3 separate regions of the Mus musculus genome follow, and all the other regions are linked to region 1. Evidence: chromatin contacts called from public HiChIP or PLAC-seq and promoter capture Hi-C data. All regions are on one chromosome and are shown on one strand. The core of a region is the stretch at or near the end of the contact, and the rest is flanking DNA. Distances in the headings are between cores, read along the strand shown. Region 1 overlaps Atf6 (activating transcription factor 6). Region 2 overlaps Atf6 (activating transcription factor 6). Region 3 holds the start of Atf6 (activating transcription factor 6).

Region 1 (2,700 bases), core at 144-2,643:
GGTCATGTTCACTGTCCCCAGAAGGTTTAGTGACAATAGAAGTAGGGTACCTGTTAGGAAACTTGAGGGTGTGAGTATCTAAGTAGTGAAATGAGGGGATGGGAAAGAGAAGAGGAGGGAAGTAGGAGTAAGAAAGAAACGATAGGGTTTGAGGCTGAGATGTAGAGGAAATCCTGTGGAGACAGTGGCCTCAGATGAACAACTAATGCACAAAAGTGCAAGGGATTTCAGTAGGGAATGTGATGAGCAGAAGACATAGGGCCTTAGTATTTCTTCTTTGTTGGGATGATGGGATAGGTTTCTTCCTCCTCCTCAGTTTTCTTGTGTATCAGTCTCCACAGGTTGAGGGAAGGGTACAGCTCTTACTGAACCAGTGAAGACTCTTGGAGAACTAAGTTGAGGAAAGGGCAGGGCATATTGGCACGCAGATGCAGAAGCTGATAAAGCTCTGTAGCCTTGCAAGTGTATTGACTGCTCCCACCCTGAACCCTCTGTTGAATCCTGTGTCTGCTCCTCTGCAGATAATGTGATCAATGGGCAGGACTATGAAGTAATGATGCAGATTGACTGTCAGGTGATGGACACCAGGATCCTCCACATCAAAAGCTCCTCGGTTCCCCCTTATCTCCGGGATCATCAGCGGAACCAAACCAGCACCTTCTTTGGTTCCCCTCCAACAACCACAGAGACGACCCATGTGGTCAGCACCATCCCTGAGTCGTTGCAGTAGTGCCCGAGCTGCGCTGGACAGCAGAGACTGAAGAGCTGGTGAAGATGCTGCTCTCTGCCTCTTCGGCAAGCAGAGACTTGCCTTGTACGCAACTCCAGGGGAAGAGGAAGAGAGAACAGGAAGTGCGCTGCTTGTCACCGTCCACCCAGTGGGGTGGAACATGCTAGCGAGCAATTCTCTGGTGGCAGTGCAGCCCTGTGGGCAGTGTCGCCTGGTGTTGGTTCTGCTGTGTCATCTTTAGTGCTTTTCTCAATGTGTGTTTGGTTCTCAGTTATCTTCCTTCAGGTCAGACCCACTTCCTCTTCTGTCCACTGCACTTCCTGGTGCAGTAAAGAGATTTGTATTTAAAGCTTTAGAACACATGCTCATGTGGTTTCCACCAATTGGCTTTCTCTCTCCTTTGGTTCAAATCCATTCTGAATGTTATACTTGAGAAAACACATTTCAAAAAACCGAGCAGCCAAAAACATCCCACAAAGAGTCAAAACAGTTTAGAGTTTGGGTAAAGGGATTATCTCCAGTTGGTAAGAGTTTATTTTTACTTGTGATTTGTGGTTCAGCCCTGGACAAATAACTGTTGTGGGGGTCACAGAGTGAGCCACACACTGGAGACAAGGGAAGGGAAGGCCAGTGGTGGAATGTAAGGGGAAGTGACTCCATTTTCATATGTATTTAAACACAGAGTTCCTGTGGCCTCGGTAAGCTCAGAGCTATAGCCACCCTCAGTGTTGGAACTCGGCTAATCAGCAGAGATCTTCAAAGATCTCAGGGCACATGCTTGCCTCTCATTGTGGACCCTCAGCCCAGAGCATACTCCTGTGAAACCAGACTCAGCAAAGGGACTTGGAGGTCACTAGGCTTAAGCAAGACTAGAGAGTTTCCCTTAAGGACCAACAGTGCACAGAGCAAGCATGGCTTCCCAGAGAAGCTGCAGCACAGTATGGTGAAGTTCTCAGTTTTTCCAGTGGAAAGATGATAAAGGAATTAAGCTCTCTTTGTTGTTGCTATGGCTGTGAACATGGCTTTAATCCTAGCACCATTTGGAAGGAAAGGCAGGCTTTGTTTGATATCAGCCTGGCCTACATTTCAAATTCCAGGACAGGACAGCTAAAGCTATATAAAGAACCCACCTCAAAAAATAGATGAATGAATAAATGAGTAAATAAACAAATACAAACAAAAAGCAAAGTTATGTTCACATATATTTTATTGTATTTTGCCTGCTTCCTTCACCATAGCAAGCAGCCACATTTCTATTGCACTGTACATTGTACGTTACAAGTTCACAGAAATGGATGCCAGGACTCATGTCAGTCATGTGCTGCCTCCCTTCCCAGGATTTCAGCAGGTTCTCATAGACTCTTCCCAGCTGGCTTGCCATTGTCAGGTGGTCCCATTCCAGTAAGCACAATGGCGGCTAAGTCCTCTTCTCTCTACAAGGAGTGACACACAGTCAGGTCATCTTTTGCCTGTGGCCCCATTATGCCTGGCACTGTTCACCAACAACTGTTCCCTGGACAGCACTGCTGCCATCTAAGCTAAGGTGAGATGTTTTCAGGGCAGGGCCATTCTTGCTGAATTCAGTGCCGCAGTCCATCCTGATTGGCTCTCGGGTGATTTTCAGACAAGACCTGTTTGTCCCGGGGGCTGGTCCTCTAATGGGTGCCAAGGAGAAGATACCAAATACATGGAGTACCTTTAGGAGTAGCCATTTGTGGGGGAGGTGGGCTACCCTGTGGCCATGTCCTTCCTGCCTGTGAAGCAGCTCAACACGAGGATGTGACTGTGGCTGTGGACAGAGGCAGCACACGCATTCCTGATGCTGATCTGCTGAGACACGAATAGAATCTGCAGTGACTCCAGTGTACCAGTGCCTCAGATCAAAGACCTCAATAGTGTCACGTTTGCTAAGGCTGATGCCTCTCCTACAGGTAACAGTGGGGATGACCGTTGGAAGGCACAGCCAAAGA
Region 2 (2,766 bases), core at 190-2,689, 140 kb before region 1:
CCTTCCTTCCTTCCTTCCTTCCTTCCTTCCTTCCTTCCTTCCTTCCTTCCTTCCTTCCTTCCTTCCTTCCCTCCCTCCCTCCCTCCCTCCCTCCCTCCCTCCCTCCCTCCCTCCCTCCCTCCCTCCCTCCCTCCCTCCCTCTCTCTCTCTCTCTCTCTCTCTCTCTCTCTCTCTTTCTTTCTTTCTTTCTTTCTTTCTTTCTTTCTTTCTTTCTTTCTTTCTTTCTTTCTTTCTTTCTTTCTTTCAGCAGGATTTCACTGTGTAGCTCTGGCTGGCCTGGAACTTATTATGGAGACTAGGTTGGCCTTGAACTTGTAGAGATCCTTCTGTCTCTGCCTTCTAGGTGTAGAGATTAAAATAATAACCAGCACGCCTAGCCTGGTTATTCTTCTTCTTCTTTATATTTATATAAGGTGCACATATATTTATTTTATTATTATTGTTCTTACTAGTTCTGTTATTGTTGCTGCTGCTCTTCCTCCACTTCCTCTTATCCATGTCCTTATCCTTTTTCCTGCCTTTTACCTCTCTTCCTCCTTTCCTTCTATTCTTCCTCCTCCTGTTACTCAAAAGCTTATCACTCAGAAAGACATTCTCTAATTTTTTATTGTTTTTTGTTTTTGTTTTGTTTGTTTGTTTGTTTTTTCGAGACAGGGTTTCTCTGTAGCCCTGGCTATCTTGGAACTCACTCTATAGACCAGGCTGGCCTTGAACTCAGAAATCTGCCTACCTCTGCCTCCCAAGTGCTGGGACTAAAGGCATGCGCTACCACCGCCTGGCTAATTTTTTATTCTTGTTCTCTTGCTTACACTGCCTTTTTATTTGGAATGATCTTAAATTTGCAAATATATTGTGGAGATTTTTGTCTGAGCCATTTGAGGGTCAGTTGGCCACTGAATTCCAAATTCTATAATGTCTACCTCCTATGAACAAGAATGTTTTTTTTAACAACAATACAGCCACCAAAACCAGGAACTAAACATTGATATATAACAATAATCTCATCTGTAGCCCTGTAGGCATATTTGTTTTAGCTATTTTATTTGGTTTTTATGTACCTCTTTCTCCCTTCCAGCCCTTATTCCTTCCAACCCCCCATCACCAGGTAGTAGAGAAGGAAGGGTGGAGGAGAAAGGAGGCTAGGTCTCTTTAAACTACTTCCTGCTGACTAAAGCAAGTCTAATCTTCCGCTACCGGGAAGTCCAGCTTCTTCTGGTCTCTTTCCTCTCAACCATCAGCAGCAGGAGCAGGACCCAGCAGGGGGTACAGCCGAACAGCCAGGCTTCTTCCTTAGTGTTCCCCTGCCCCTCAGAGTTCCCTCAGCCCCCTCTGGCATTTGGCTTTTTTTTTTTTTTCTCTCGCTCAAGAGTTCCCAGAATTAAGCTATCTGCACTGGGCACAGATCCTGCCCCTGCTGGAGCACGAGGCAGTCAGTCTGCTGCTGTGGATAAGCTGAAGGAGGCCACACCAGGGATTAAAACAGAAACATGTCTCCGTAGCATAACTGAGGTTAAAAGAAACCAAAACTCGCACTACCCAGTCCCGGTTTAGATTGTGCAATTTCCCATGTAGCTCCCCTTAGATTCAGACCAGCAAAAGCATCAGGTTATGTTGCATGTGGTTGTCTTTCTGCTTTAATTTTCTTTATTCTGGAACAATTCTTCCTTCTTGACTTCGTGCTTTAATGACCTTATCATTTGGAGTGCCAGACGTTTCCTCAGGATTGGAGTCAGCTTTAGTGTCTATGGCAGGAATGCCACAGAAGTGGTTTTGTGTCTGTCTTTTGTTTGTTTGTTTTAGCCTCTCTCTCTCTGTCTCTCTGTCTCTCTCTTTCTCTCTCTTGGTTTTTGAGACAGGGTTTCTCTGTATAGCTTTAGCTGTTTGGCTGTCTTGGAACTTGCTCTGTTTACCAGGTTGGCTTGCAGCTCATATAGATCACCCACCTCTGCCTCCTAAGTCCTAGGATTAAAGTAGTAAGGATGTCACCACTACCAGATCTGTTTTTGCCTTTTGAGATAGGATCTCACCTAGTTCGAACTGGTTTAAAGTTGCTATGTAATGGAAAATGGCCTTCAACTCCTGATTCTCCTGCTTTCACCTCCCAAGAACTGAGGTTACAGGTGCAGGCCACCCACACTCCACCTTGTCATTTATTTTTGATGATAAGATTCAGTTTGATGACAGTTTGAGGTGGTCCTGTTACTGGTGATGTTCACCTCAGTCAGCTGACAGCATCTGCTAGGCTCTCAGCCAAGAAGCTGCTCTTTTCTCCCTTTGCTAGTTGCCAGTATTTTGTGAAGAAGGTACTTTTAAACCGTGGAAAAGTACTGCTCTTAAAATAATAAGCTGGGCGTGGTGGCGCACGCCTTTAATCCCAGCACTCGGGAGGCAGAGGCAGGCAGATTTCTGAGTTTGAGGCCAGCCTGGTCTACAAAGTGAGTTCCAGGACAGCCAGGGCTATACAGGGAAACCCTGTCTCGAAAAACCAAAAATAAAAAAATAAAAAAAAAAATGAACATTTACTTTTTTATTTTGTGTGTCTTATGTATGGTTGTTCATGATGGCTCACAGTGAGTGTGTGAAAGTCAGACTCTTTCTACCACATGGGTTCCGGGGGTTGAACTCAGTGCCTTTACTCGCTAATCTGTTCTCCTGCCCGAATGTGCGGGTCTTTGTCAAGCTATCCATCACCCAGATACTTGTTAACATTAGTGTTGACTTACTGTTTCCCATTGGGTTTAGACTGTAACCATTGCTGTGATTATT
Region 3 (2,725 bases), core at 10-2,509, 160 kb before region 1:
AAAAATTTTTTTTTTAAAATTTATATATATATAATTCCAACGACGAAAGGAATGTCATTTGTCGTAGGGGGACTTCAGAATCGCGAGTGTGCGTGTGTTCGTGTATGTATGCATGTATGTGCACGCGCGTGCTGCGTATTGCACATGCATGTGTGTATGTATGTGTGTATGTATGTGTGTGTATGTATATATGTATGTATGTGCGCGCGGGCGGTGCATTGCACGTGTGTATGCGGGTGTGGTCCCAGCCGGACTTCACGAATTCTGACCTGGCTTTCCTCTCACCTTGTTGCATTCCGCAATCGCAATCGGTAGTAACCGCAGCCACGAGGAGCTCGGAGGATTCTGGGAAGCATTTATGTTTGTTTGTAACCATGGGAAAAGTTCCTCTCGGTCCTAGAGGGATCCGTGTTCATTCACCGTCTGGGTTTGAATGCAGTCCCTGGCTACTGAAATCGAGTAAAACCGAAAAGTAAACAACACTAAGTAGGTTCTCGAAACTGTTGTTTCAAATTGCTCACATTTTCCAGTTGGAATCCGTGATGCATGATTCTTCTCTAAAAATATTTAGAATTTTGGATTTTAGTAATAAGAGATTGACAGCTTATTGCGAGTTTTAGAAACTCTTCTTTAGGAGGTAAGTGCGGACATGGAGAATTTATCTTATATATTTTCTTTGTTTAAATTTGTTTGAAGGTGGGTTTTCTACAAGTATTATTTGTGAGAAAGTTTACCTCGGATTCTGTCCCAGTAAAGGAGTGGTTCTAACACATGTCGGAAATTTGTATTTTTCTTTATTTACCGTGTACGTGGAAAATTTTTACAGCGATTGAAAAGCATTTATAAATACAGAATCAGGTTTACTGTCAATTTCTAATTTCGTTCTGAGATGTCTATATCGTAGTATTAAGCACAAAGAACAAGCCACTATGATCAGGAGACTTTTCAGTTTTAGTACTATCAGCGAATTTTAACAAAGCGGTAAAATCTGCGTGCTCTTCGCTCAATTTAAAAAAAAAAAGAGAGAGAGGGAGAGAGAAACAAAAAAGAACAACCACAAAACCCCACAGCGGGACAGAAAGTGCTGAAATCCTCGTAGGGAAATATTTACTCACAAGTCTATTGAGTTTGCTTATCTGCTGACGTCTCCTTAGCTTTGGATCCCAGTTCCCGCGTGCGGTGAGATAGTTTGCCTCCGCCCGGCCACCGTCCGTGTCAGCGTTCAGCTTATTTTGTCCTCCGGCCGCCGCCGTTTCAGGTTACTCACCCATCCGAGTTGTGAGGGAGAGGTGTCTGTTTCGGGGAAGCCGGCTTGTGTTGCCGGCGCCATGGAGTCGCCTTTTAGTCCGGTTCTTCCTCATGGACCAGATGAAGACTGGGGTGAGTGGATCTGCGAATGTACCCGAGCTAGGTCGGGCCGCGTCTGCGGGTTTTTTTCTCCTCCCGATTTCCGCCCGGTGGCGGTGACAGGTGTGGACGACCCGTGTCCGGGGAGCGAGGCCACGGGTTGAGGGTCGTAGAAGAGGCTGGCAGAGCCTCTGGGCTTCTGTCCTGGCCGTAGCAATAATGGAATGATGTTCTAATTGAAATTGCTGTAGTTTTTCAGCGTGTGTTCCTGGTGGAAATTCCAGGTGATCGTGAGGGACCAGAACTTAGTAGGATGATGATTGTAGCTGCCCCAAAGGCTCCAAGCTATTTTCTCAGACTGTGGGCGTGTGGCTGGGGAGCGCTGAGTGTGTGTGTGTGTATGTGTGTGTGTGAGTGTGTGTGTGTGTGTGTGTGTGCGCGCGCGCGCACTGAACGTGTACGAGATATGTTGAGAAAACTTGGTTAAAATACAGAAGAAAATCCTTGGCTCCCAGCTTGAACTGTTGGTTTAAGACATAGATCCAAATTGGCAAAGAAGAAACTCTCCCAAGCACCTGACCTCGTGTCCCTGATTACTAGATCTAACACAAACTGATGTAATCCTGACTGCTGTCCAAACACAGCTCTGAAATCTCTTGTTAAGTCTATTTTTAGTGTTCAGGAAGGATGGACCAGAGAATGACAAGGAACAAGCTTTGGCATCCAAATCCTTAGAGAAAGCTGATAGTCCCTTCTCGATTTCAAGACAGAATGTTAACAGGATTATGTGTGTTAATATGTGAATGGAGTTCTGTAGGTGGCTCAATGGATCCTGTAGTGAGACTACATTGTCCTTCAGTTTTGGGGACACTTTTTTTTCATGGACTAACATTCCACTATAACATGAGTGGGCCCTCAACTAGGAAGTGTTGGAATCCTAGTTTAATTTAACAGTGGCAGATGCTCTCTACAATTACAATCTATAAAAGGTTTATTTTAATCTTTGGGCCGATTTTGACAACTTTCTGGAAAAAAAAAACCTTTAAATGTTCATTCTCCAGTTCATTTCCCCAGCTAAATGCTTTTGTTATAGTAACAGCAGTCACTTGTTTAGGACTTTATTTTGCTAAGCACACTACATGTGTTATTTATGTTATGTTCATAACAGTCCAATGAGGTCCCGCCATCCTATAGATGTTGAAACAGAGGTTGACAGAATCTGTTCTCTGAGTCTTAGACGAGTAAGTGATAAAGTAGGATCAGAACCAGGCTTATCTAACTTTGAAGTCTGTGCCTCTGGTTTTTCTACTCTGTAACACTTGCTCCCCCCCCCCCCCCCAAGCCTAGATTCTTCCTAATGCTAATGTTCTTAACAAGT

What was found. Promoter capture Hi-C pulls out the DNA fragments that hold promoters and counts their contacts. HiChIP or PLAC-seq counts read pairs in DNA pulled down with a chosen protein or histone mark.
Region 2: a promoter capture Hi-C map of the HPC-7 cell line shows a contact between it and region 1, with 4 times the contacts expected there. The contact joins two enhancer-like sites. A contact is called at or near these places in 8 of 39 promoter capture datasets (the 3T3-L1 cell line, the HPC-7 cell line, HPC-7-derived erythroid cells and 4 more), 1 of 15 datasets of contacts at CTCF or cohesin (the NIH/3T3 cell line), 11 of 484 Hi-C or Micro-C datasets (adipose-derived mesenchymal stem cells, bone marrow-derived macrophages, brown adipocytes and 8 more) and 3 of 115 datasets of contacts at active chromatin or transcription factors (the NIH/3T3 cell line, embryonic fibroblasts and pancreatic cancer cells).
Region 3: a contact with region 1 is called in an H3K4me3 HiChIP or PLAC-seq map of bone marrow-derived macrophages, with 3 times the contacts expected there. The contact joins the promoter of Atf6 here to the enhancer-like site in region 1. A contact is called at or near these places in 4 of 39 promoter capture datasets (the C10 cell line, liver and pre-B cells), 1 of 15 datasets of contacts at CTCF or cohesin (the NIH/3T3 cell line), 4 of 484 Hi-C or Micro-C datasets (bone marrow-derived macrophages, centroblasts, liver and 1 more), 4 of 115 datasets of contacts at active chromatin or transcription factors (the NIH/3T3 cell line, bone marrow-derived macrophages, embryonic stem cells and 1 more) and 2 of 9 other capture datasets (adipose tissue and pancreatic islet).

Annotation. Positions count from the first base shown.
Region 1 is chr1:170,707,909-170,710,608 of GRCm38.p6, reverse strand. It overlaps Atf6 (activating transcription factor 6), which reads left to right. Exons shown (of 16, transcript NM_001081304.1): 16 at 522-2,700. The coding sequence ends at 730. Among named protein-coding and RNA genes, the nearest start is that of Gm23523, 43 kb to the left of the region's middle. Within about 2 kb of position 1,393, at least 87 of the 459 cell types and tissues checked have an H3K27ac peak or open chromatin away from gene starts, as enhancers often do. A contact at or near this core is called in the HPC-7 cell line, bone marrow-derived macrophages, centroblasts and 2 more, where this site is marked.
Region 2 is chr1:170,844,609-170,847,374 of GRCm38.p6, reverse strand. The region is part of intron 4 of Atf6 (activating transcription factor 6); the gene reads left to right. Among named protein-coding and RNA genes, the nearest start is that of Gm29733, 5.0 kb to the left of the region's middle. Within about 2 kb of position 1,439, at least 100 of the 459 cell types and tissues checked have an H3K27ac peak or open chromatin away from gene starts, as enhancers often do. A contact at or near this core is called in the HPC-7 cell line, bone marrow-derived macrophages and peritoneal macrophages, where this site is marked.
Region 3 is chr1:170,866,305-170,869,029 of GRCm38.p6, reverse strand. Atf6 (activating transcription factor 6) reads left to right here and starts at 1,259. Exons shown (of 16, transcript NM_001081304.1): 1 at 1,259-1,380. The coding sequence starts at 1,329. Gm9929 (a long non-coding RNA gene) reads right to left here and starts at 1,200. Exons shown (of 2, transcript XR_003948181.1): 1 at 1,116-1,200; 2 at 1-449.